Regions from separate parts of the Zea mays genome. Here region 2 is linked to region 1. The links are chromatin contacts, called in public Hi-C maps. All regions are on one chromosome and are shown on one strand. The core of a region is the stretch at or near the end of the contact, and the rest is flanking DNA. Distances in the headings are between cores, read along the strand shown. Region 1 holds the start of LOC541648 (lysine-ketoglutarate reductase/saccharopine dehydrogenase 1). Region 2 holds the start of LOC100279410.

Region 1 (3,039 bases), core at 393-2,892:
ACAAATCATATTTAACCACACTAATTCAAGGAGATGTCAATAAGGTAATGTCATTTTGACCTTTGAAAGGAAAGAGTAAGATGTATTTTCTTTAAGCTTGCACTAAAATGACAGGCACATACACCAGAAAAATTCTGTAAACGACATAGTATTTGTACAATGGCCCAAAAATAGATATAGAAAACAGTGATCATAACATCACATGCGCAGTAGAAGAAATATTTTATGCACTGGAACCATTAACTCATCAAGATTATGAGATGACCCAGTGTTAAAGCACTCAACTGCTAAAGGGGCAAAGAGCGCAATGCCCCAAATAGATGCATCATATGTCAAAAACACATGGTAGGACAGTAGCCATATAAGGGGTTTCCTATTATAAAAATCAAATGGAAATATGTTGACAGCACAATTACCGTTTCCAACTCCAGTGAACACAAACACTATCGGACAAATTCCGGATGGAAGTCCAAATGTTGCTATCTCTTCTGCAACGACAATGACTGCAGCCTTGGCTGCAGCGAGCGAAGGATACATATGAGATTGTCCCAGAGAGAGAAATGGAGTCGAGTATCCAAGGCTCAAATATCCTGAAATTGTCAGGGAAAACCTTAAGCTGCTTGAGTGACATACAACACCAAACAGGCACATCACAAGTCATAGGTTGTACTATGAATCAGCAGTTGAATTCATTTTAAATCATTGTAAACAATTAATCATAAGTTGCAGTGAGCAAATTAACTAGTTCCTGCAACAAACTCAGATGGAAAATCCAAGTACCAAAGGCATAATATTATCAAGTCACTGCACGAGTTATTTATTAGTGTTGGTCATCATACTTACGCTGTCCGAGACCATGTAAGAAATCTATCAGTCCAGCTCTACCAGCAAATTTCCCAAATGCTAGTGATCTTTTCCCATCATCTCCAACAATTAGCTCATAATCAAACAAGGACACCCTTTCTTCAAGGATCTGAGGACATTAGTCAATGATTTAATATCCTACATGAATGACAATGGCAGTTGACGACTGAAATGATGAAGGTACGAGCTTATGTTTAATACCTTGTCTAACAGTGGCATATTCTCTTTTTGGGCTTTGTGTGTGTGTGAAAAGAAAGCGTACGCTCTATCTGAAAGAATCATCTGCAGCTGCCCAAGTGAAGACACCTCCAAGCGTTTCAGAACCATGGTGATATCTGATATTGGTATAGAGCACTGTCCAATAGAGTATCTAACTTAATGAGAAATATGACCTTGGGTTGTTTGATGCCTATGATAAGGCCGCATTCTGACAGGTCTTCTGAAATCTCGCATCCTGCATCCTCATACTGAGCGTCATGATGGATCCTCCTTGTGCTTGGCTGCACAATAATCCGGTTTACTCGAGGTCCGTTCTTGCCTCCTCCTAGCAGAAGGCGGGCACAATGGGAAGGAGTTAACGGCGCCCTTCTTTCCCACATATTACAAGTCTCAGCAAGAATCCCAACAACTCCATTGCCCAGCAAGGTGTCATTGCCCTGCGAGTGGAAATTGAATCAACATAATTAACCGTCACATTAAAGAACAAGGTTATCAAACACCGCACGGTTTGCAACAACAAAAGGGGTCAGATTACACACCTCAGTAGCAGCAGAACCCATACCTGAGTCCAAGTAAGGCGCCTAGATCACGGACATGAAATCCACAACCTCCTGAAAATGAAGTGAGTTTACACAGTCAGGCCGTTAGAAAGTGTCAAAATTAATACAGTGAGATGTTGTCAGGGGACGGAATACAGTTCAAAGACGGCATGGCAATCTGGTGCTACGAGCTACGATAACAAATTACTAGTTGAAATTCGCCCATTTTACTGAATCTGAATATAGTCGCCAGGCGCTGGCGGGCAAAGAAACAAAAGAGAAAGCTAGTAGTCCAACCAGGTAGCTGTCGGAAAGGTAGCTGTCGGACAGAGTACACCATCCCAGTGTCAGCCACTGAATGAACCAGTCCAAACTCCAAAGCAACGGAAGGTTCCAAATCAAGATTACTACCCGACAAAGAGACGATAGTAGTGTAGCATGTGACTTCACTACTAGTGTAAGATGATTGAAGAACATGTCCGCTTCCTTTTCTCCTGTACTATGAACTGGTCTTCGCACGGCTTGAACGGCGCAACGATCACTCTCAGTAGTAGCCAGAAGCTGAACCACGTAGGCAAGCTAAGTCACGGATGCATCACGCTCACACTGTCCGTTCCGTCCCTAGTCTCCACCTCGTCACGGTCTGCCTGCCGCTATCTCGGCCACGCATAAGTTCGTCCGGACAAGAGCCTGTATCATCAGGCATCAGCACAGCCGCACAGGCTTTGTCACGTCCCTCCCTATCCTCTGGAGCAAATGCACGTGTACGGTCAACGGTGGCGTCGCCGACGGCCCCTAACGCCCACCGCTTCCAGCCCAACGCCCCACCGACGGACCGCGCCCGGCCCCCGGCCCCCGGCGTCCCCAAATTAACCGCACTGATCGACGGACTTCGCCGTTGGACCCGCAAATTAATTAACCCGAACCCCCGGGAAAACCCGCCACGAATCGATCCCCCGCGCAGGGAGGCCGCGTACACCCGTCGGCCCCGTGCCCGTGCGACGCGATACTCCAAAGCAAGCTAGGTAGATTAACTGGCGATGCCGGCCATATTCGGGACGCCGGTCGGAGAGGAAGCAGGAGGTGGCGCGGTGCCGTACCTGGCAGCTCGATCGGCGTAGAGCGCGCTGGAGTGGAGATGGCGCACGGGCGCCGGCGGAGGCGGCGAACGAGTGAGGTGGCGCGGGGAGGGAGACGGAAACGGAGACGGACGAGGCCTCTGCGCTGGCGGAGTTTATCTGGAGGGAGGTCAGCTTAAAATAGAGAGGCGCCCAGTCGCCCAGGAACTCTGCTCGATTTCGATTTGGACACGCTATCCGCACCCTTCCTTTTTGGACGGTTCCAGCCTTTCGGGGAGAGGAGTCAGCTCTCAGCTGGCCTGGGCTCCGACGAGGACGATGGATGGCGACGCCGACGT
Region 2 (3,514 bases), core at 782-3,281, 160 kb after region 1:
TTTCAATCAATGAAGATTTCATAAGACTTGGATGGGAGTGAATGAGGTGGTTGGGGGTATTTATAGCCTCCCAACCACTACTAGTCGTTGGCTGATTTCTGATGTCGATGGGCGCACCGGACAGTCACTGTGCACTGTCCGGTGCGCGCCACGTCAGCGCAACTGTTAGGGTTCGGAGCAGTTGACCGTTGGGGCGCCTTGTCGTCTTGCTGCACCGGACAGTCTGGTGCCACACCGGATAGTCCGGTGACCTTTGACTTTGCTGCTCTGACTTCTGCGCGGCACTGTTCACCACTGTACACTCTGCGTAGTCGACCATTGGCGTGCAGGGAGCCGTTGCTCTGCTGGCACACCGGACTGTCCGGTGAATTATAACGGAGGCTGCCCTGGAATTCCCGAGAGTGGCTCGTTCGGAGGGCGCCTGGCTGGCGCATCGGACAGTGTCTGGTGCACCATTTTCCAGCACACTCTAAGTCTTGCTCTATTTTTAATTGTGTCCCTAACTTGATTTCTTTCTTGGTTTGTGTTGAACCTTATGCACTTGTAATAGATGAATTCTAGATAAACTAGTTAGTCCATGTGTTTGTGTTGGTCGTCAACCACCAAAATTAATTATAGGAAATGGTTAGCCCTATTTCCCTTTCAGATAGCATCATGTGTTAAATTCACCACTTACTATAACTTTTCTGTCAAAGAAGTAATTGAGAATAGCATCAAGCCACAGACAATTGTAGTAAAAAATGACGCTCCTTCCAAAAACTGAAGCAAGAAAAAACAGAGGAGAAAAACAAAAATATCTAGATAGCAATAAACAAAAAAATATCTATTTACAGCTAGCTTCACTAGATCGATATACAACCACAATTAGCAAGGTGCTAGAACCAATTTCATGTCAAAATAGATAGTGTCACAATCACGTTTAGGTTAGTTGGAGACTCACCAGACGATATGCTGTGAGGCGGAGGGGCTCAAGACGGTATATGTTGTGAGGCACCAGGTCTCAAGAATAGAATGTTGGAAGTGCTACTGCTCTAGCTCGTGGCTACCGTGGGTCGAGGTGCATAAGGCTGACAGGACAGCGGTTGGGAACACATGCGAGCGAGGATCGCGGGCGCGATAAGGTTGGCGAATGCATCGAACGCGGGCTGACGAGGGTGGAGGGCGCGATAAGGCTGTTGGTTGAGCGCAAAATGCGTAGACAGCAAGCGGGCGAGGATGGTGGTTGCGACATGCACTGACGGACACAGTTGGAGCAGACGCGGCAAGAACGGAGCATAGCGTGGATTTCGGGAGACCACGGTTGGAGCTCCCGCGAGCGAGGATGGCGGCCATGGTTGGAACGCCCGCGGTTATGGGTGAGTTCATGGCGAGTGGAGGGGTTGCGAGACTTTCGGGGCGCTAGGGCCAGTTGCAAGCTCCGCGGTAATGGAGGTGTGGTGAAGGCGGCGTTGGGAGGGAGGTCGCGGGGAGGTGACGGGCAGAGCAGGGAAGTGGGGAGGGAGGTTGCGAGGAGATTTGGACGAGCGGAGGCGTGGTGGAGGCGGCGTGGGGAGGGAGGGCGCAGGGAGGCGGTGTGGGGATGGAGGTTGGGGACGAAGATGTATGGGCCCATAGGGAGGTGGGACAGAGAAGTATGTAGGACAGCGTGTTGATTCGTAGAATTTTAGAGAGATATTTGTAAAAAATAATGCAGGACGATGTTAAAGCTGGTGTTTTAATATAGTAGAAAAGAGATAAAGATATAGATTACACTATAATTCACTTCAATACATATGAATTGAAGTGAATAACAAGACCTTACTAGTCCCATATAGAGAGGTTGGGCGGCTGTTGGACTGGGGGGTGTTTGGAATTACTCTATCTCCAGAGCTGCAAAGCAGTCCACCAGATCGGTCCGCCGACGCCAGTGAGACGGGGGCCCAGCTCAACACGCGGGAGAAGGAAAACCGTGCGCTTTCCAGCCCACAGCCCACTAAATCCCTGGTCAGCCCAGGCGGACGCCACCTAGCGGCCAGACGCGCGCCACTTCGTCACGGCCCAAAGACCAGCCGCCGCCGGCAGAACCCCACGCCGCTCAATCCAGCCTCCGCCTCGCCGCCGCCGCCGCCTGTGCTGCTCCGGGCGCGCCGCGTCCATCAGCCATGCTCGCCCTCGCCCGCGCGCTCCGGAGCCTTGGCCAGGCGGGGGCCAGGCGGGAGGGCCCCCTCCTCGCCTGGCTCTCTTCCTTGAGGTCGGCCGCCTTCTCCTCCTCATCCGCGCCGCCGGAGTACGACATGCCGTCGGTGACATGGGGCGTAATACAGGGGCGCAAGGAGCGTCTCGTCTCGCGCGTGTTGGCGCTCGACTTCCTCCGCTCCGCGGGCGTCTCCGACCCCGCCGGGGAGCTCGAGGCGGTCGAGCTCCCCTCGTCCCTCGAGGTGCTCCAGGAGCGCCTCGACTTCCTCCTCCGCCTCGGCCTCTCCACCGACGACCTCTCCAACTACCCGCTATTACTGGCCTGCTCCCTCAGGAAGAACGTCATCCCCGTCCTCTCCTACCTCGAGAAGCTCGGCGTCACGCGCGCCCGCCTGGCCGCCTTTGTCCGCGCCTACCCGGCCTGCCTCCACGCCTCTGTCGCCGTCGACCTCGCTCCCATGGTCAAGGCGCTCCGTGGCCTGGACGTCGACCGCCAGGACCTCCCCCGCGTCCTCGAGCGGTACCCCGACGTCCTGGGACTCAAGCCCGACGGCACAATCAGCACCTCCGTCGCCTACCTTGTCGGCATCGTCGGCGTGGCGCCACGAGACATCGGTCCCATGGTAACGCACTTCCCTTTCTTCCTTGGCATGAGGGTTGGCACTACCATCAAGCCGTTCTGCGACTACATCACCTCCCTCGGGCTGCCCATGCGGATCCTGGCGAGGATCCTAGAGAAGCGACCTTACATTCTCGGCTATGATCTTGAGGAAACGGTCAAACCAAACGTGGAGGCATTGCTCAGCTTTGGCATTCAGAAGGAGGCCCTGCCGTTGGTGATTGCACAGTACCCATCTATACTCGGGCTGCCACTGAAAGCGAAGCTAGCGGCACAACAGTACTTCTTCACCTTGAAGCTCCAGATCGACCCAGATGGGTTCGCACGTGTGATTGAGAAGTTGCCACAGCTTGTAAGCTTAAATCAGAATGTGATCTTGAAGCCTGTGGAGTTCCTCCGTGGACGAGGGATCTCCAATGAGGATGTTGCTCGGATGGTGGTCCGCTGTCCTCAGATTCTACTGCTGCGGATCGAGCTCATGAAGAACAGTTTGTACTTCTTCAAGAGTGAGATGAAGAGACCAATGAGTGAATTGTTAGAATACCCAGAATATTTTACTTACAGCTTGGAGTCAAGAATCAAGCCTAGGTATATGAGAGTTACAAGTCGGGGGATTAAGTGTAGCTTGGATTGGTTCTTGAACTGCAGTGATATGAGGTTTGAGGACAGGATGCAAGGGGATTTTATAGAAGGGGATGCACCAGGTCCTTCGTTTACGAT

The links. A called contact is a pair of places that touch in the nucleus more often than the background predicts.
Region 2: a contact with region 1 is called in a Hi-C map of endosperm, with 2.6 times the contacts expected there. The contact joins the promoter of LOC100279410 here to the promoter of LOC541648 in region 1. A contact is called at or near these places in 6 of 25 Hi-C or Micro-C datasets (ear, endosperm, leaf and 1 more).

The regions. Positions count from the first base shown.
Region 1 is chr4:180,813,172-180,816,210 of Zm-B73-REFERENCE-NAM-5.0, forward strand. It overlaps LOC541648 (lysine-ketoglutarate reductase/saccharopine dehydrogenase 1), which reads right to left and starts at 1,643. Exons shown (of 25, transcript NM_001111403.1): 1 at 1,623-1,643; 2 at 1,257-1,520; 3 at 1,066-1,152; 4 at 844-973; 5 at 417-590. The coding sequence starts at 1,643.
Region 2 is chr4:180,974,741-180,978,254 of Zm-B73-REFERENCE-NAM-5.0, forward strand. LOC100279410 reads left to right here and starts at 2,032. Exons shown (of 2, transcript NM_001152422.1): 1 at 2,032-3,514. The coding sequence starts at 2,142.